2 separate regions of the Mus musculus genome follow, and region 2 is linked to region 1. Evidence: chromatin contacts called from public Hi-C data. All regions are on one chromosome and are shown on one strand. Each heading gives the region's core, a stretch centred on a gene start, on an enhancer-like site or on the middle of the called end of the contact. The rest is flanking DNA. Distances are from core to core; before and after follow the strand shown. Region 1 overlaps Pdhx (pyruvate dehydrogenase complex, component X). Region 2 overlaps A930006I01Rik (RIKEN cDNA A930006I01 gene).

The links. Hi-C and Micro-C count contacts between places; a contact is called where the count stands out from the background.
Region 2: a contact with region 1 is called in a Hi-C map of the G1E-ER4 cell line, with 5 times the contacts expected there. The contact joins two enhancer-like sites. A contact is called at or near these places in 1 of 39 promoter capture datasets (the 3T3-L1 cell line), 26 of 484 Hi-C or Micro-C datasets (3T3-L1-derived adipocytes, the AML12 cell line, the G1E-ER4 cell line and 19 more), 3 of 115 datasets of contacts at active chromatin or transcription factors (astrocytes, cardiomyocytes and pancreatic cancer cells) and 1 of 9 other capture datasets (embryonic stem cells).

What each region holds. Positions count from the first base shown.
Region 1 is chr2:103,015,002-103,021,849 of GRCm38.p6, forward strand. It overlaps Pdhx (pyruvate dehydrogenase complex, component X), which reads right to left. Exons shown (of 11, transcript NM_175094.5): 11 at 6,054-6,848. Among named protein-coding and RNA genes, the nearest start is that of Pdhx, 55 kb to the right of the region's middle. Within about 2 kb of position 2,505, at least 18 of the 459 cell types and tissues checked have an H3K27ac peak or open chromatin away from gene starts, as enhancers often do. A contact at or near this core is called in the G1E-ER4 cell line and pancreatic cancer cells, where this site is marked.
Region 2 is chr2:103,344,119-103,351,792 of GRCm38.p6, forward strand. All of the region lies in intron 1 of A930006I01Rik (RIKEN cDNA A930006I01 gene), which reads right to left. Among named protein-coding and RNA genes, the nearest start is that of A930006I01Rik, 25 kb to the right of the region's middle. Within about 2 kb of position 3,428, at least 34 of the 459 cell types and tissues checked have an H3K27ac peak or open chromatin away from gene starts, as enhancers often do. A contact at or near this core is called in the G1E-ER4 cell line and pancreatic cancer cells, where this site is marked.

The DNA of each region.
Region 1 (6,848 bases), core at 1,255-3,754:
AATAACCTGCCTCAAGTGTCACCTCCCCTATAAAATCTCCTCCTTCCTTGCACAGCGCTCTGATTACAGAACTTGCTAAATTGTCTCCATAAATACTGCTTGCTATTTAAGTTGACCTCAGTTAAGGGCTTCGGCTAGACACAAAGATGTTCACAAATGCTGAATGAAGAATGTCTTTTAACATCCACATTATACTTATCATTTGACAAATGTCAGGTCATTTACTATGTTGAAACAAATGACATTTATTTGTTATTCCCCCATTAGTAGGCTGTCTTATTCTTTTCTTGTTGCTAAAATAAACTATTGTGACCAAAATGATTTAAGGAAGGAAAGTGTTACTTGGTTCACGGATCCCAGGTTATATCCAGCATTGCAGGGATGATGCATCAGAAGGGACTCGGAAAGACTGGTCATACGATGTCTTAGTCAGTGTTCTGTTGCTAAGAAGAGACACCATGGCCAAGTCAACTCTTATGATGGAAAGCATTCAACTGGGGGCTTGCTTACAGTTTTAGAGGTTTAGTCCATTATCATCAATGGTGGAAGTAGTTGGCATGCAACAGGCAGCCACGGAGCAATAGCTGAGTGCTATATCCTGATCTATAGGCAGAGAGACTATGATGCTGAGCCTGGCACAGACTTTTGAAACCTTAAAAGCCATTCCCAGTGACAACAAAGCCACATTTCCTAATCCTAGTTCTATCGAAGAGTTCCACTCCCCGGTGACAAAGCATTCAAATATATTAGCCTGTGGGGCCACTCTTCTTCAAACCATAACAGGTGACACCCACAGTCAAGGGCACAGTGCGAGAAACTAATGCATGCTAGTGGTCAGTTTGCTCTTTTTCATTCAGTTTAAGACCTAGCTTATGAAAGGTTGGGTTAGAGTGGGGTCTTTCCACCTCAGTGAACCAACTACAGAAATGAGGCATATCCACGGAGCTGAGTCCCTCATTGAGACTCCCTTCCCAGATAATTCTAAACCATTTCAAGTTGACAAAATCATCACATCTACAATGGGATAGATCCGCAAACATTTTACCATTATGTCTTACTTCAAATTAATGACATTTCACTTCTCTGCATCACCACCAGTCACTCAGCCTTAAATTTACCCTTAAATTCTTCTGCCTGCTTTACAAATCTCAAGTGTCTTATCTGTCATTTCTCCTTTACAATAAACATGAGGCTAAACTTCAATGGAAGACAGCAAGATGACTGCAGAGTCCAGCTGCTGCATGACTCATTAGTAGAGAAAGTGATGCTGGTTCTGCAAAGCCCTGGAAGGCAACCCTCACTTGGCCTGGTAATCACCCACTAATGCTCTGCCCAATACACACACCATGTGCTCCAGGCCTCCTGCCCTCACCTGTGTCCTGGAGGACTGCTTACTTATTTGGTGGCTATGCATATATCTGGTCTGGGTAAGTCAATGAACTCTGTAATCTGCTATTAGCCCTTGACTAAGATTGGAGGCTAATGTAGTTATTCATATAGAAGACAGGAGCAACTGGGATTGAAACTAAGGTAACTATTTTTGAGTTCTGAACATGGAGCAGAATTCAAAACTAAAATGCTCTTTATTAAATTTATGTTTTAATTACTTTTCCTTCTGGAGACAGAACAGGATGGTACCTACTGTGAGACCCAGATTGGCCTGCAAGTCATGATCCTCTTGCCACCTCTTCCCGAATGCTGCATGCTATTCTGTCTGGATGAGTTTGTTTGCTGTTACTCTCCTCTTGTTGTCCAGGATGGTCTCTAATATGTGCACTCCAGTGATCTTCCCGCATCTGTTCCTCTGCAGCTGGGACCACACACAAGTACCATCGGCTTATCGATATATTTTATTCCTAGAGGCACCAAGCCCTAAATCAATGGTTCTCAAACTGTGGGTCATAGATCCTTTGGGGATCACAATTCAGATATCATGCATATCAGATATTTATATTATGATTCATAACAGTAGCAGGAGTAAAGTTATTAAATAGCAATGAAGTAACTTCATGGTTGGGGGTTGGTCACAACCTAATAAAATGTCGCAGCATTAGGAAGATTAAGAACTACCTCCTTAAATGTTTTACGCTTCAGTTTTATTAAGGCTGTCACTGGGAGTTATATGTAAGTCATGACTCTTGATTTTAGTACTTCACAGATGTATTTTTAATGGAAACAAACCAAAAATCCCTCAGTACCTCATGTGCAATCTAACCAGGACACAGAAAGGAACTACAAAGAAAATACGAGCCAAGTGTACATGTTTTTATTTGTATGTTGTACTTAAACTTTTTATAGGTCTCACTGTACATGAAGTGACATCGCTGAAGAACTTCAGTAGAACGAGCTCAGCCAATGTCCACCTGAGAATGTTGTGTGTAATGTTGTTAAAGCTTTGTACCACATGGATATAGGCTCAATCCCAGATGCAGCTCTTAGAGCTTAGCTCAGTTCATGTAGTCTCTGAGTCTGTACACGTTATCTAAGACTATAAAGGAGGGCTGCTATAAAGCAAGATACACCTCCCACACAGAACTGAAGAGATGATGTAAGATAAGCAGTTGCCACACAGAGGATCTTTCCCCTCCTCCATAGATAAGAATTATTAAGACACAGGATAAGCTTACTGCCAAAAGCCTAGTAATTTTAAACTAGGCTGACACTAGGCAGAAAATACTCCTCCTGATGAGCAAGCATGCAGATTAAATGAATTCTTAGAAAAGGATGTTCCCACAGAGCAGAAGCTAAGGCACTGGGAGGGGTGATCATCTACCAAGCTCTATCCTGTAGCTTCCTGATAAGTAGTATTCTCTGCCAAGCGGACTGAGGGGCCACGGATAGAAAGTAAGTGGGGCCAAGAGGTGGTGGTGCACACCTTTAATCCCAGCACTAGGGAGGCAGAGGTAGGTAGATCTGAGTTTGAGGTCTGCCTGGTCTACAAAGGGAGTTCCTGGATAACCAGGGCTACATACATTGAGACCCTATACAAAGTTTAAGTGTAACATACACATAAAAACTTAACCTTGTGTCCAGTTTATGCTTTATAAAGGCTTGACTAATGTGTATCTCATTTGGCCACAACAGACAAATCTTTAAAGATCTACTTGTCTGTGACAAGAATAACTATGAATCTCATAAAGAAAAAAATTTAAATACATTTAGATGAGAAAATCTTGACTGATCGTCCTAATGTTCTCTCAACTTTTAACAGAAACCTATATTTCCCTTAAACTTATGTCCTTGGTGGTATAGTTTAAATCAAGGAGCATTGACAATACTCACTTTCTCAGAAAGAAAAAGGTGGCTCAGAGTTGGAAAATCAGGGAAGTGACTTCTAATTTGTGAAAATAAACTATATGATCAAAGACACAAACTAACAGTAACTTTCCAAAGTTCATCTGCAAACGACTTTAGCAAATTTCAATTAAGGGTGCTTAAGAAATGGTTCAGTGGTTAGCTGCTCTTGCAAAGGTCCCAAGATCAGTTCTCAGCACTCACATGGCTGCTCACAAGTGCCCGAAACTCCAGTTCCAGGCAATCCAATGGCCTTTTCTGGCCTCTGTGGGCACCAAATATGTTTATCTAAACTATTTTTAATTAAAGAGGCTCCTCATTGTTCTATAACTTAGAAGATAAACTACTTTGTTCCAATTGCCTCCTTCCAAAACCAATGCAGATGCCAGAAAGGCAAATAACCATGCAGAACTATTCAAAATGTCTTTATGAGACGATCACTCTTTTATTTACAAGTTTAGATGTGTCCTGAAACCATGCTACTTGCTGTATCACATATAAGCACCTCACTCCTCTTCAAGTGGCAATAGTGAGCCTCCAGAAACTGTCCTGGAGGGAATTCCACTCATCTTATGGCGCTGTCTCGAAAGCACACGCCTACCTTGCATTCACAACACACATACAGCAGCCTGGCATGGAGGACACACTTCCTTGTCCTTCTTCATTAAAAGCCCTGAGGTAATGGCGATCCAGAGTCAGTCATACTTCAGTTAGTATAAACCCTGCAGCTGTTTCCTGCTGCCCCACATCCTTTGTTGTAACCCACTTGGAATCATGGCCAGATTAATTTTAAAGTCTTTCTGTATTGTTACTCCCTTCTAAAAATCCAGTGCTTCCCATTCATAGCACTTGTTTCAAGTGTAATTTTTAATCTGCATAAGTTCATTTCTTCACTTTGCGAAGGGAGCCCGCGTCCATCATGACACAACCTTGTCATGAGAACAGAATGTCTTTGAAAGCTGAGACCGAAAGCCATGCAGTTTCTCTATTTGGATGACAATATATTAACTCATAGCACCACCTACCTTTCAAAGTAGGGAAACAAGGCTTCTTTTCCAGAACTTATGTTTTGCTTAAACAATTACTGGTAAAGGTAGGTTCAGAGTGCAAATAAGTAAAAAACAAAAGAAAAAGAAAAAGTTCCATTCGATATTATGTGAACACTCTTAACAGTATTTATAAATTACTTGGCAATGTTTCATTCAAGTCTGGTCAGCAGCACCCAGACATTTTTAATGTGACAGAAAATAGTGGACAAACTCATTTTTAGCTACTAAGTAGGAAGTGTAGTTAAAGAAACCAGCCCATTCTGACTAACAGAGGTAACTGTTCATTAATACTTCCATGACTAATGGTTAAACACTAAGATGAATGATGCTTTTCCCTCATAATTCATGCTTAGGTTGTTTTCCTTGTCTCAGTATATTTGCCTGTTATAAACAGAGTGTGGTGGTGGACAGTCTTGCTGATGCACACATGGCTCACACCATGTATCCACACTCCTTCAAATCAAGATCATTCCTTGACCTCATGCTGCAATAGGATTATTTCCATAAATGACAATTTGCTTACAGGAATCTAATTGCTAGAGATGCTAGAGGAATTATTTTTGATCAAACGGGGAAAGCTTCTACACTGCTTATTAACTATCACAGAAACCATGAGAGGGAGGCAACTAGGTTTGTGTTGCCCACGAACTGAAATAAATGGCTTCAGATAAACAGTGCCTCTGTCCAAGCTGGATGGGGACCAACCTCCTTTGTAGCTACAGGAAATGGAGGCATTATTGCTAGTGATACCGGCCCACAGAAGACAGAGCGCAAGCAAAGAGCTACTTATGGCTGTCTCATGTTCAAGTCCTCAGATGTCAAAATTAGAAAAGGGGGCTGAGGAGAGGGTTCAGTGGGTAAAAGCACTCGTCATGCAAACCTAACACCCTGAAAGACAGACACCATGACCCTACCTGTTCTTACAGGCAGATGGAGGCAGAGACAAGACAATTACCAGGAGCTAGCCTGGTGTACACAGCAGTGAGCAAGAGATCATACATCAAACAAGGTGGAAAGCAAGAATCCAAGGTTGTTTTCTGCCTTACACACCTGGGAACATGTGTCTATATCCACATCCACACAACACACACTCACACAGTATTAAAAACATTTCAGCCACACTGAACTTGAAAGTAGTGCAAGTGTAAAAGCTATTTTGAAAACGGTGCTTGGTAATAATTTTAAGTTAATCTGACAAAAGTTTGAAGAGTCCATTTTAAAATGGCTTGTTAAAACCGAATAACTGAATTAAATATTTTTCTTAACAAGAGATATACTGGGGCACTAATTATTTCTGAAGGCTCCTTTGTTAGGGCTATAGTTCATCATGTCATACTCAATACAACTTGTACCATGGAGTCTTTTTTCTGGTGATTTATGTCAACTGACACTAAGGAGAAACTTTCTGCAACTGGTGAATTAAATTACCATTCATTACCATCTCATTTAAATATCGTTATCTTGCCAGAGCTGCCAACAGAAAGAAGCAGTTCTAATGTTACTGATAATGAGGGACAATTTGGCTCAGCTGATGGAGTAGATGAGCACTACTTCCCATCTGTTCTCCTTCCTAGGTCTCCTCTCTTGTGAAACAGGATCTCACTCTGTAGCTCTGGCTAGTCTTGAACTCATGGGAACCCTGCCTTAGTCTTCCAAGTACTAAGATTATAGGCGCAAACCACCATGGTGAGCTTGTTTGCCACTCTTCTATTTTGCATGTCATATCAAAGTAGACTAGAATTTTTTTATTTTCTTACATTTGACTGTACAATACAAACTTGATTACAATGCTTCAGCAAACAATACTGTATTTAAAACAATACAAATTTACAATGTATGCTAAGAGAATTTATTTCATTAGATTCCAACTGAGCATGAAAGCTCGCTGCTCAATTTGAGATCAACTGCAGCTTTTCCAGTAAAACACTCTCCCTGCCTCTGTGAGACAGGGCCTCACCGCGTAGCCCAGCTAGCCTCAAAGCGGGCCTCCTTTCTCAATCTCTCTCAAAGGCTGAGGTTATAGGTACAAACCCAGCTGCTCCCCCAACTTTATAAGGTCAGGTCTCTGAACAAACGACTCTTTAGTTTTTCTTCCTCTGTCTTCATTCCTATTGTATCCTTAGAGCTTCACAGTGTCAAAGTTAAAAGACTGGAAATATATCTAGCTAAGACACCTGGCTTTATATACACAAAAGTTTAATAATGTTGTCACAACCCCTAATAAAATGTACTTATATACTAATCCAGAGCAAACTAACTGTACATATTAAATTGTTCAAGTATATCAAGAGCTTATAAAAAATGAGAGGCCCCAATATAGACAGACATCTCTTTGAAGCCCAGTTATAACGTCAATATGATTAAGGGACAGTTCTATATATTTTTTTAATTTTACAATATCATACATTCACAATTATTCCAAAATTTCAAATGAACCAAACATAGGATGTAGTTTACATTAGTTTAATGCCTTCTGTACAGCACCAGAGGTTAAAAGTGGATCTG
Region 2 (7,674 bases), core at 2,178-4,677, 330 kb after region 1:
CCAGTGGAGAGATCCGCCCATGTGTGGCCAACAGAGTTTTCGAGAAAAGGTCAAACTGAGAAATGCTGGAGAGAACATGGCTTGGTTGTCACTGAAAATTCATTTGAAAAGGAAATAGAACTTGTTCCTTCTTCTATCTGCCATACACAGAGATCAGCTTGGAGGTGGATTATTAACATACACATTTTATAAAAGGGTTTAGGCAAATTCTTCACAACTCTGGGAAAAGATTTCCTAGGGGAGAGTTAAAAATCATTATCCAAAAAGGAAAAGTAGTGGTGTACATAATATTACATTCCACAAGAGAAAACCATTTTGATAAAAGGAAATGACAAAGTGAAGGCCAACATTCTAATGGTAGTTACATGCAGATGACTGGGTTTCAGGCTGTAGTATCTTCCTAATTTTGCCTAGCCTATTTTTTTCCCAGTCTTCCACAATAACAGGTCCCTTCTGTAATACAAAAGAAGAAAATGAGTTGTCAGCTCTCATTTGTGTTTATATCAAGAACAGGCAGCCTGAAGTTAAATGTGGAGAATGAGAACATTGCAGACCCTTCTACCTGATTACTGTCCTCATGGTAGAACCTCAGCCTGTGTGGCAGGTGCGTGGAGGAGGACTGAGTAGTATGCAGGTGGATCCAGCAATTACTATGACTCTCTCTGGCTTTTTTTACATCCTGGTACTAGCATATCATCAAGAAAGCCATACTTGGTTTTTCAAACCTATTATAGAATCATGGTTTCTCTTCTTGGAAAGAGGTGTCCTTAGGGAGTTTCCTTCTTTTATTCTCTTCTATTTCTGGTCCCTTTAAATATATATATATATATTTATTTTTTTACTACTCTGTGTGTGTGTGTGTGTGTGTGTTCATCCATAGATAAGATAAGGGTATATGATGTGCCATGACACAATTGTAGAGATCAGAGGACATTTTTGTGGACACTTTTTTTACGTGGGTCCTGGGGATTGAACTCGGGTTGCCAGACTTGTATAACAAGACTTCCAGGGTGGGCCTGTATAGCAACCGTCCTCATCATCCCCATTACTGTTTATTAGGCACGGCAGCCAGACAGTGTGGCCAACCAGGTACGTTGTGTACTTCATCTGTTTAGTGCTCTCAGCAACGTTGGGGCAGATATTGAATTTTCCCTCTTTTAAATATGAGGAAATAGAGACTCAGTAGACACTAGATAGTTTGCCCAAGGGTCATAATGTAAAAGAGGGTGGCGTGGATCTGGGAATCCAGTCTGTCGGACTGGAAATCTCGGTACTACTTGTGTACCAGTAACTTCGGCACTGGCAGCCGGTGACTAGTCATCTGCATCTCACATGCTTCCACTTCAATGTCATAGCCTTTTGTGGTAAAACAGGAACCTGGATTTTTGAAGCCCATTTTTAATCTGGCCTCTGTGTTCCTCGTTTCTGTTTTTGTTTCTAGTGCCAAGGGACCCCAGACCTTCACACATGCTAAGCAAGAACCCTTCCACCATGTTACACGCCTAGCCCATGGCATCTATTTCTTCATTTGAGACACTGTCTCCCACAAGATGGAGATGGAGTAGTCAGTCCTTACTGCCACATGCTAAGTCCTTTTGTATCAAGGTGACACTCAGACCCCAGAACAGGGTGGCCCTTTATACACAGACTACCTCTTTGTGCTATTGTCCTTTTGTCCCCTGAGATACCCACTCCTCCTGTGCTTGCCCCCAAACAGATCCAGCAGTGTCTTGCCTGTTGGTGCTGGCCTCTGTCTACAAGCAACTCTTTCGTCCCACACGTTCACGTTCTGAGTAGCCTGTAGGTGTGACTTGGAAGCCACCAAGTCTCCAAGCCCTGAGCCTGCTCACCACCCCTGGGCCACCATGTCACAATCGGAAAATGATAAGATGCTGACTGGTGCTCTGGTCCGAAACTCTGACAAGTGCCTCTGTCAGAGCCTACACATGGGAGAAAGTGTCATAAGCAACTTCATGGCAGGAATGCTAAAAGATCTGCTCTGGAGTTAGGCAAAGCAGGGTGTGATGTTGGCTCTGTGCCTTCCAGCTGTGTAACCGTAGGCGAGTTATTTACCTTCTCTGATTTACCCTATTGGACCTGTAACACAGACAGAGTAATAACTGAACCAAATTTGTCAGCAGATATCGGTAATCCAAGCACTGTGGAAACTGAGGCGGGGGGGGGGGGGGGCATTTCTCCTGTGTTCCAGGACAGCCTGAGCTGTATAGACAGACAGCTCCTGACTCAAAAAAATGGCAGTAGGATCTATTTCATGGTGTTGTTGGAATAATGTGGCTCTATGATACTAACTGATTAAAATGGAGACTGATCTACAAGAAGCACTAAATAAGTACTTATTATTATCATTATTAGCTGCAAAGCATCTACGGTGAGATGTGAGATTGCTTGGCGAGTTAATAAGCGATTACTTGGAATGACTTTTCTCCTCTACCGGATCACTTGGCTGCTGGATGGCTTTGAACATATTCATCTGCTATTGGAACCTCAACCACTGCAGCATGCCCGGGTTTGCATAGACACTGGCGCTTGGCAAGCTGGAGCCAGGAAGCTTAAGAAGCTATGCTAGCTCATCAAAGAGCATGAGACATTGGGAAAAGCCATTTAAAGTCAATTGGGCTGTTTACATGCAAAGAAACTTAGCAAGAAGACAGACTCCAGAGACCTTCCTTGCTCTGACCTCAGTTTCCCCATCTACAAGAGAAGGCTCCCATCGCACTGTCTCTCTCTGAATTCCTTGCCTGCAAAGGAGGTCCTTGATTCTGCCAGGACAGTCTTAACAGCCAGCCCTGGGCATGTGTCTGCAAGGCCAACTTCTGCAAGGCCAGGCGGCACTTGGCATGGGCCAGAGTTTTGCAGGGTTCTTCACACAAACCTTCCATCTAGGGCACATCTCCATGACCTCTGCAGCTTCCTAATACCCAACAGTTCCCATAGCTCCCTGATGACACTGTCTGCAGCCACTGAAGACATCTTCAATGAAGACCTCAGTCCTCACAAATATGCCTCCTTCCAGCAGGTGCCCTGTCTGTCTGCATCACTAACTTACCCAGAGTTTTCAGAAAGAACGTTCTTTGCTTCCCTATTGATATGGATATTATTTTGCACTTTAGGGGAGAACAAGTGTGTGTGTGTGTGTGTGTGTGTGTGTGTGTGTGTGTGTCTCTGTGTGTGTGTGTGTGTGTGTGTGTCTGTGTGTCTGTGTGTCTGTGTGTGTGTGTGTGTGTGTGTCTGTGTGTGTCTGTGTGTCTGTGTGTCTGTGTGTCTGTGTGTGTGTGTGTGTGTGGTTTGTCTGTGTTAAAACTTGGCATTTTTCCAAAGCAAAACCTTGCTTTAGGGTTAGGAAGACATTGCCATCTAGTGGCTGCATGCAGAAGTAACCAGACTGCAGCCAAAGAGTCCCTAAAGCTTGAATCCAACTCACTGACTTTCCCAATGTCAAGAGAGGGTTTTGGACTGTCGAGACTGGAACACACAGACCTACTGATCTCCCCGCCCCCAGCAGGGGAACCCCATCCCCTGGCCTAAAATGCTCCTTGGACTGAGGCTGGCAGGACCAGAATTGTTTCCATCCCTTGTGCCCCCTCCTGCTTTTTATCAGCATTGCGGGAGGCAGAAGAGAAAGATCAGCCATCTCTCCTGGCAACCGGCTAAAGGCTTTTCTGAGATAAGGAGGAGGCAGATAAGGAACCGGAGGGAGAGAGAAATCATTGATGGGGGAAGTGAAATGTCTTTCTTGTGTTCCCAGTCCAAGGATGGTGGCTCATGCTTTAACTCTAAAGCAAATAATGGAAGACACTTTCAGTTTGTGAAGCTTTTTTTTTTCTCTAAAATATCGATTTTGTCTCCCCCCCACCAGCCTAACTCATTGTACAAAATAATGGGTGTCATTAAGATGTTTTCAAACATGTATTAATGTGCTTTGGTCATTCACCTCCTGTGTTACCCTTCTCCTCTCTCCTAACCCCAGTCTTTCTCCCAATGGTAAGGATTAGGGATCTCAAAGAAGTAACTTCAGAAAGGAAAACCCATCACTTATGCAAAGTGTGACAATCCATTCTTGTGTAAATGGAGCCAGGAATCACAGACCTCCTTAGTTCCAACGCTTGTATTTGCATATAGCTTTGCAGTTCACTACACGCATTAATGTACTTAACATTCTTTAATCTTTACAAATACCCCCATGGACGGAATTATTAGTCATGAGCGACGAGGAAATAGAGCTTGGGAGACATTGAGCAATTTTCCTGAAGTCACACAGCTATCAATGGCAGCACTGGCTTCTCTTGCTGTCCGGACAACGTGCCAAGTGCTTCTGAGGAAACTATGGCTTCTCCCATAACTATGGCTTCTGGGGAGCAGCTAGAGAGTCTGTCACCCCGAGTTATCCCTGCCTGTCACCTACAGCCCCCCAGTCTCCCTGCAACCACTCCTACAGCTGTTTGCCTGACTGCCCAGCATGTTAGAAAACCCTATGACCCTGGCCATCATTTACAATTGGCTTAGAGACAACGCTCACATTTTTTGAGAGAGCAGCACAGCAGGGCACAGCATCACCCTTGCTTGGCGGTGATGGGGCCACCAGCCTGGATCTGTTGTACCGTTGGGAGAGCTTTCTGTGGACTTGTTCTGTCACCCCCTACCAGATAGTGCTTTGGTAAATGTCCTGATATCGATTCTCATATTCTCGTTCTAGTGTTTATAAATACCAGCTGTCCTCCTGATGCCCCACCCTCTGAACATCATGACCTGAAACCTGTACTCTCATGCTCTACTCTTCTGCATCCACCCTCCCTCTGTGAAGAAACAATTCAGCGTCTAAGTACCATCTCTAGGCTGATGATTCCCAAATGGAGACCCACAGCCCACCTCTCCCCCTATACACCACGCTCACAACGGCTTCTCCTGAGCATCTGCAACGTGACAGTTGGCATGTCCACACCCAAACTCATGACTGACCAACTGGTTCACAAGTTTTCCCATCCCAGTAAATGGTAATTCTACCCTCTTCCTCCCATACTCCAAATCACTACACTGGATTCATCCCTGAGTTCTTCCATCCCACCCAAGGCCAGCCTCTGAGAAGCTTGCCTGCCTCCGTAGCAAATTTAGAATATGCTTCTTCCCAGCTACCCTCCTGCAGACGATTCCAATAGCCTCTGACCTGGTCTCCCGTATGGCAGCTAGAGCCATATTTGGAAGATGTAACTCAGAGCAAAACACACCCTTGCTCAGACCTTGCAAGAGGCTCCTGTCCTGCTCTGTGATCTGGGCCACCTACTATGTTACCCTACCATCCAGACTGCCACCTTCTCTCACTAGAAATTTCAGGGACTAAAAACATGGATTTTGTTCATTACACGCAATAACCTATCGTTTATGCCAGGACTGGAGTACAGGAGGTACATGGGGGATCGTAACAAGACCTTTGACCTCAGCCTGGTTCATTCATCTACAGCACCTGTTCCGAGCCTGACCCAACTGCCTCCTTCTGCCCTTTCAGTCAGCAGTTCTTACTCAGTGCTCCATGGCCAAGACTTCCCATGAGCCCAGGGGCTTCTCTCTATCTCTCTCTACTCCCCAACTCCAGCACAAGCCGATCTATAGGTGTGCCCTCCACCCTTGCCTCCTCTCCAACACGAGATTTCCCAATGACCAGGACATCATCACATTGGCCGTTCTGCCCTTCCCCACCCTCCATGGTGCCAGGCAGCAGAGCCAACCAGGAACCCGGAACACCTGGCCTCGATGAGGCACCAGGTGTGCTCAGGTATCGGCCAAGTCCACAGGAGTTAGAAGCTGACAGTTCTAAGCTCCTGCCATGTGCCCCAGTCCCACCTCTAAGTGAACAGGAAGGAGAAACTAAAAGGAGAGGGGAAATGGGGAGCTTTTCAGAAGAAATGAGGAACATCGCTTGCAAGGGTGGGCTGGGTTTGCCTTGGAGAAGAGAACCCTCATTAGGGGAGAATAAGAATTCTAAAGACCTGCCCCCTCACACCTGCCATGTTATTGGGTAATTCAGTCTAATCCCTTTAGGTGAATGATAATTCATTACTAAAATACAAACAGGCCCTGGGTTAACAATCCTTTTCCAATAAGGGGCTGGACACTAATATTTGGGTTTACACCTGTATGGGGTCTTTACTTACAAAAACAGGGGGAGTTCAGATATTGGCCCCAGACTATAGTTTACTGAGCTTTATTTTAGAATTATTTTTAAGTGGTGGAGAAATATAAATACTGCTGTCTAAATTCCAATGTGTATTTGTGGCTAATCCACCAAAACCTGGGGAAATAGCCTCGTGGTCTTTGAAAACTTCCCTTTAGGTCAGCAAAGAAGTTACTCGCATCATTGACACTGTAGAGAGCTTTGTTCTCTCAGTTGCTTCCTACTTAGTAACAGAAAGGAGGATTTGGATCACACTCTTAAAAACAACAACGAAAAAGTGTATGCATTCACAATCTACAGTAACACATTGACTACTCATGGACCTAAAGATCCCAACAGGGCAAAAGCCAGCAAAAGTATTGAGTCAACTCTAGAGGAGTTATAGTAAAGAGGATTGTGTCTCTCAGTGCCATCTGCAAGTTGTCTTTACACTTTCTGTCCATCAGCCAAGGCCTAGCCACATATTTCTGAATGGGACTTGCTTTCTTCATGCAGTTACAACCACTCTAAGACCAGGAAATAGAAGGTTTTGTCTTTAAAGAACAACTCTGTGTCACCGCAACACTCTTTTTTCATTCTTTGGTCCCTGTCCTGTCTACTTGACAGTTTTGGAAAGGTCACAAATACTTGCATCTGGGTTCCAGGGTCATCCTCAGGGGAACCCCAGTCAAGAGCCATGAATGGGGTCTTCAGTGCCTATACTCTCTTTTCAAACTGAAAAGCAGAGGCCCACATCAAGTGCTTACCGACTGCTTCTGAGAGACAAGTCCTCTTTTCAAATCATGTTCTAACAAATGTGACATAGGAAATCCAGGCAACATGTCTGTGTTCTGACTACATAAAGGTTTTTAAACATTGACTGATAATCCATGAAGTTAAATGATTTGGCACAATATCTAAATTTTAATAAAATATAAATCCAGTTTCAAATGTCAAAACAAGTTTCACTTGTTCCTGAAGACTACAATTTCTGGTAGCAACAGAGAATTGGGCCACTCTAAAAGTGGTTTTGTCTCCTTAGAAATCCATATCCTAGTTTGGGGACAATCAAACATCTTGCTGCTTTTAGTATATCCAACAAGTCAAGGACAGTCCTGTAACTGTGACTATGAGACTTGTGTACAATTCTAGAACTTCCCTGTACTTCCCTTTGGTTTGGGACCCTGTTTGCATTGCAGCTGAGGTTGTCAGGCTGTGTGCTATTAAAGGCAGTAACTGTGTTTGGGTCTTACTCACTCAGTGAGTGACACACTACACAACATAATATGGAGACTCTTCCAGGCAAGGGACATTTGTATATAACTCATCATCCCCAAACAATACACGGAAAACTACAAATGCTCAGTCCATTCTTGGTCAGAGAGAAGCATGTTAGAGTTTGAATTTGAAAAGTGCCACCCTCAGTTTTATGTTCTGAATACAAGTCCCCACCTGGTGGCATAGCTTAAGGATGGTTCAAAAGTTTAGCGGGTGGTCCCTAGTAGAAG